Linked DNA regions of Ovis aries: region 2 is linked to region 1. Evidence: chromatin contacts called from public Hi-C data. All regions are on one chromosome and are shown on one strand. Each heading gives the region's core, a stretch centred on a gene start, on an enhancer-like site or on the middle of the called end of the contact. The rest is flanking DNA. Distances are from core to core; before and after follow the strand shown. Region 1 overlaps TRPM3 (transient receptor potential cation channel subfamily M member 3). Region 2 has its middle 51 kb from the start of KLF9.

Region 1 (2,970 bases), core at 394-2,893:
GACCCTTTGTTCCCTAGGGCCTGCTACATAACAGACACTCAAGAAATAGTTGTTGACTGCCTGACTGATTGTTGCACAGATACTCCATAGTAACTGTCCACTCCCTTGTATATCTTAACTGCTGGGTGGTATTCTGACTTATCTTAAATCCAGAGGGGACTTTTTGCTGCTCCACACTCTATGAAATGCACAGCTGGATAGCAGGAATTGCCACCCATTCTGTACCACAGGGTGTGAGGAACCTCGTGAAGCTACGTAGCAGGGCTACCTTTATGAATCATTTGTGTTTACCTCTGAGATTTCCACCTCTTCAAGCCATGACCCACCCCTTTCCCAGTTCAGGATCTCTCAAAGAAGGGAGTGCAAAGATGGGACAGGTTTAATCTGCAGCTATTGATCTGAATCTTCACAATGACTTTAGTAGCTTGCCTTGGCCTGAAGTGTAAGGAAGGGTGGTCTTAGTAAGTCAAGACTGGAGCTTGAAAGGCTGAACAAGATACCAGGAGCTACCTGGTAGCTTCATTCTTCTAGTACCTCATTCCTAACCCCCTAGCCCTCAGTATGCATTGGAATCACCTGGAGGGCTGGTGAAAGCAGTTGCCTAAGCCCCACCCTTGGAGTTTCTGCTTTAATATGCCTGAGGATTTACATTTCTAAAAGTTCCCAGTCAGGCTGCTGACCACAGGTTGGAGTCACTGTCCTGCCCTTGAGGAATTCCTGTTGCAGTTGTTGTCCTGATGGCTCCCCATCCATCCTAACGAGACAAAAATCAGTGTGTGTGCTCCCGTAGGTGTCCTAAGGGGTTTGGGAATGTCTTAAATTAAGAGTTTCTCTAACCGTTGGTCCATACTCTAAGGTTTGTAGCAAAATATTTTTTTAAAAACAGTGAAAGTATCTTTGTGAAATCTCAACGTAGAAACAGATAAAAGCAGAGTGCATAAGGTGAGGCCTCTCTTAGGATCCCTGGGATCCAGGGAGCGTCCCAGTGTGTAACCACGGGCAGGGTGGGCCTAAGGCCGGGTCAGTCTGGTTTAAGACCCAGCTCTCTTTCGTAGCTGTGGGATGCAGAGAATTTGCTCAATCCCCGAGTCTTAGTTCCCTCAGCTGTGGAGAGGGACGCCCTCACAGCCGCGTCATCTACCTTACAAGTGGCCGGAGGAGGCCCCAGCAGGAGGATGAGCACCCGCACGGAGCAGCAGTTACGTGCTGTTACAGGATCACCCGGCTCGCTGGGCTGACTCCGTGCAGAAGAATGTGTTGCCGGGAAGGGGTTGGCAGAATGTGAAACCACAAAGCCCTCCTTGTAGGTCCCTGGAGGCACAGAAGCCTACAGATTTTCCCTGTTTCCAGGCTCTTGCGTCTGAGGTCTGCAGGGCCCGTGCTGACTGTGAGGCGGCTCAAGGCGGGACCCTTGGCGCCCGAGGATTTCTTTAGTGGATTCAGGCATGTGGGGCGAGGGGCAACCTCACGGGGCCGGAGAGGAAAAGGTCAGATACTTAGGTGGTCAGTGCCTCCCGTCCCACAGCTGCCTTGGAAACAAGGGCTCTTGGTTGACCCCCTGCTGACCCCGGGCTCCAGGCTCTGCCCTCCCTGCTGTTATATGCCGCCTCAGGAGAAATGGATAGCCAGCCTGGAGATTCCTGGCAGCCCGCCGGCTTGGCAGCTTCTTCCAGAACAGTCCGTGGAGTACAGACTGCTCCCTGTCTTCTTCTAGTCTAGTCCCTGGAGAGATTCCAGTCTCCCTGCTCTAGCCTTTCCCTTTTCTGCTTATCATGGGGAAGGAATATGCATCTAAGGCTTTAAATCACAAAGCCAGCGAGCTGGCTCTTCACAGCAACAGAGCCCTTAGCAGTAGCAGCCTCAGTTCTCAGAGAGCTACACAAAGACCACAGCGAATTTATTACTGTTTTCAGTCTACAAATGGGGAATACACAACACTGGTCAGGAAGTGGAAGGCATTATGGATGGGAAAGCCTGAGAGCAGACAGGCATCCATTAACAACAATAAAAATCCTGTTCCTTATAAAATGGGACTCTCAAAATAGGGATGTGATGGCTAGAATTTAAATATCCCAAGGTAGTTTAAAAACCCAAGGGAAGGGCTCTTAACCATTTACACATATTTTAAAAAATGATCCTACTTTTTCTTGGAGGAGAACATTTTAGCCCTGATAGTAAGGCCCTTTTAACCTGACTTAGTAATGAAAGCAGGGATTTCCCAGGTGGCGCTAGTGGTAAAGAACCCACCTGCCAATTCAGGAGACATAACAGATATGGGTTCGATCCCTGGGTTGGGAAGATCCCCTGAAGGAGGCATAGCAACCCACTCCAGTATATTCTTGCCTGGAGAATCCCATGGACAGAGGAGCCTGGCGGGTTACAGTCCATGGGGTCGCAAAGAGTCGGAATAACTGAAGCAATTTAGCAGCAAGCAGCAGTAATGAAGGCAAGTGTGAATTTGTGGGTTTGTAGGAATTATTTTTTCTGTGGAGCCCAATATATTTTCCCACTGACTATAGTACAGCAAGTAGAGCTCTTGAGAATGCAGTGGACTTGACAGGGAGTAATTCTTCCAGAAAAAGCCTCGCCAGCTGACTAGTTTCAGGGGGAAATGCAGAGGAATCTCATTGCACAAGCCTGCCATCCCTGTGGACTTGGGAACCAGCTCTGGGAGCCTGTTGGACGGGGTTGCAGAGCCCTCTGGTGGACGACTGCTTGACTGCATTTAGTATAAAGGCTCTGAATCTGCTGGCCCAAGGTTAGCCTTGAATTCAAGTGTCACAAGAGGGGGGCATTTTGATGGCTTCTTTAATGTGATGCGGTGAGGGAGAAGAGAGAGACCCATACCCTCAACCTGAAGGACAAGAAATATGCTCATTTTGCCGAGGGCTGGTAGAGAGGCTATTGCCCAGCAAGGGGATAATAAATGTTGAGAAGGAATAGGCCAGGGAATAAATTAATAAAGGCATA
Region 2 (2,903 bases), core at 5-2,504, 120 kb before region 1:
CCACACAGTAAGCCAAGATTCCAAGCCCCCCAGGCAAAAAGCTTCTGCTTTTTCACTTGCCATGTCTCCACACGCCCTGTCCCCAACCCCACCCTATCTCCAGTCTCTGGGTCCTGCAGCAGCTGCAGAAAGGGTGACTTTAAAGAAGTCCTGGGGCAGCAATTCCACTCACTCCCTGCTGCGGGCAGTTGTGTATTCTTGCTATTTCTTCTTAGAGCAAACAAGCTTGAATTCAGCATGGAAGGAGCACTGGGCTGGCAGCCCCATTCCAGATGTCTGCTTTGTCTTCCTGAAGCTCGCTCACCTGTGCCTGGGGCCTTGTAGTACCTTAATCTCTCAACCCTCCTGGAGAACCCCCTTCCTTTCCCTCTCCCCTTCCACTGGTGAAGTGAAGCGAAGTGAAATTCGCTCAGTCGTGTCCAACTCTTTGCGACCCCATGGACTATACAGTCCATGGAATTCTCCAGGCCAGAATACTGGAGTGGGTAGCTTTTCCCTTCTCCAGGGGATCTTCCCAACCCAGGGATCGAACCCAGGTCTCCTACATTACAAGTGGATTCTTTACCAGCTGAGCCACCAGGGAAGCCCTCAGTCTCTTTTCCTCCTCCACTGCCTGGCTTCAAGGCCAGGTTTTCACTTCACAAGAATAACCCTGTTATAGGTATTATTTTACTATGAACCTGGCACCAAACATGCACTCAACAAATATTTACTGAATTACATGCATGCTACATTCTAGACAAAAGCAGCAAAGGCTGTGAATCCAGAAGTAAACTGAAAAGCTGAGGGGGTGGAGGAAGGGTGAAAACACCAACTTGACTCTTTTCTTTTCTCATCTCCCTTTCCCTTAGTAGGGAGGCAGTGATGTGTTGATGCTGTCCTTTGATTACAGTAACATCCTAACAGGCTAAAAAGCTCCAATCAATGCCAGAGCAGAAGTGTACATCTGGGGGCTGTTTCCTTGGAAATGTTTCAGCTGTAATAACTCTCCAAAAAGAAATATCCAAACAACTTCCTTGACCCTCTGGGGAGAAGAAGTAACAATGGGGCAGAAAGTTGTATGTGTGTGTGTGAAGTAACAACTGGGCAGAAAGTCATGTGTGTGTGTGTGTGTGTGTGTGTGTGTGTGGTGCATGCATATGCCACTGGGCCTTCCTCGTGTCCTGTCCACGGGGCGCCTTTGACAGCCGGTCTATTCAATCGCTGGGGCTGTGGGCTGGCGGCGTGGTGCCTGCCGCCGCGGTGGCTGAGATCATGCTGTTGATTTTGTTTTACAGAGAGCAGCCCAGCCTGTTGTGCAGAGTACAGAATGTTCTCTACTGTGAACTAAGCTTGAACTTTTCCAACCCACTTTGTTTGAGGAACCATACAGACACAGAGGGGAAAAAACAGGGAAGATAACCCCCAAATTGTTGAAATCGTTGTGTTCTCTCTGATTTTGGCCCTGATCATTTGCTTTTCACTGCTCGAAATTAAAAATCCCAAGCATTACAATTCTTGGAAGAACAAAATGCCTGCGATGTCCTTTCTCTGAGTCAGTGCTCCGGCTTCCACACTGGAAAGGAACAAGTCTGCCACCAGCTCTCCTGGATTTCTTTCTTTCTTCCTTTCTTTTTTCCCTCTAAGGCATTCAAGGGACAAAAATACAGCAAAAGACATTTTCCTGTAGGGAAAGGAAAGGCCTCCAGTGTGTGGATTTCTTTCAGGTTTCCAACAGTGGTCCCCAATTTACTCAATGTCCTGAGGAAATTGACAGTATAAGGGTTTTAGGTGGTTAGATGTTGTTGAGTCGCTCAGTCATGTCCGACTCTTTGCAACCCCATGGACTGCAGCACAGCAGGCCTCTCTGTACCTCCTGAAGGTAGTAATCTCCCTAAGTTTGTCCAAGTTCATGTCCATTGCATCAGAATGCCATCCAGCCATTCATCCTCTGATGCCCTCTTCTTCTGCCCTCAATCTTTCCCAGCATCAGGGACTTTTCCAATGAGTCAGCTGTTCGCATCTGATGACCAAAATACCGGAGTTTCAGCTTCAGCACCAGTCCTTCCAACGAGTATTCAGAGTTGATTTCCCTTAAGATTGACTAGTTTGATCTCCTTGCTGTCCAAGGGACTCTCAAGAGTGTTCTCTGACACCACAGTTCGAAGGCATCAATTCTTCAGCACTCTGCCGTCTTTATGGTTCGGCTCTCACAACTGTTCATGACCACTGGGAAGACCACAGCCTTGGCTATACGCACCTTTGTTGGCAGAGTAATGTCTCTGCTTTTCAACACATTGTCTAGGTTTGTCATTAGCTTTCCTGCCAAGAAGCAAATGTCTTCTGATTTCACGGCTGCAGTCACCATCCGCAGTGATTTTGGAGCCCAAGAAGGGGAAATCTGTCACTACTTCCACCTTTCCCCCTTCTATTTGCCATGAGGTAATGGGGCCGGAGGGCTTCCCTAGTGGTTCAGGCTGTAAAGAATCTGCTTGCAATGCAGGAAACCCAGGTTCGATTCCTAGGTTGGGAAGATCTGGAGAAGGGAATGGCAACCCACTCCAGTATTCTTGCCCAGAGAATTCCATGGACAGAGGAGCCTAGCGGGCTACAGTCCATGGGGTCACAAAGAGTCAGACACGACTGTATGACTAACACTGGGAATACTGGGAATGGGACTGGCTTCCATGATCTTAGTGTTTTAATATTTAGTTTCAAGCCGACTCTCACTCTCTTCCTTCACCCTTATCAAGAGGCTCTTTAGTTCCTCTTCACCTTCTGCCAGTGGAGTGGTATCATCTGCTTATCTGAGGTTGTTGATGTTTCTCCCAGCTGTCTTGATTCCAGCTTGTAACTCATTTAGCCCAGCGCAGCATTTCTCATGATGTATAGCTTGCTCAGTGTATAAACAAACAGGGTGACAG

Evidence for each region. A called contact is a pair of places that touch in the nucleus more often than the background predicts.
Region 2: a contact with region 1 is called in a Hi-C map of hypothalamus, with 3 times the contacts expected there. The contact joins two enhancer-like sites. A contact is called at or near these places in 2 of 16 Hi-C or Micro-C datasets (hypothalamus and tail adipose tissue).

The regions. Positions count from the first base shown.
Region 1 is chr2:66,064,409-66,067,378 of ARS-UI_Ramb_v3.0, reverse strand. All of the region lies in intron 20 of TRPM3 (transient receptor potential cation channel subfamily M member 3), which reads right to left. Among named protein-coding and RNA genes, the nearest start is that of KLF9, 170 kb to the left of the region's middle. Within about 2 kb of position 1,643, at least 35 of the 54 cell types and tissues checked have an H3K27ac peak or open chromatin away from gene starts, as enhancers often do. A contact at or near this core is called in hypothalamus and tail adipose tissue, where this site is marked.
Region 2 is chr2:66,186,037-66,188,939 of ARS-UI_Ramb_v3.0, reverse strand. No RefSeq gene overlaps it. Among named protein-coding and RNA genes, the nearest start is that of KLF9, 51 kb to the left of the region's middle. Within about 2 kb of position 1,254, at least 32 of the 54 cell types and tissues checked have an H3K27ac peak or open chromatin away from gene starts, as enhancers often do. A contact at or near this core is called in hypothalamus and tail adipose tissue, where this site is marked.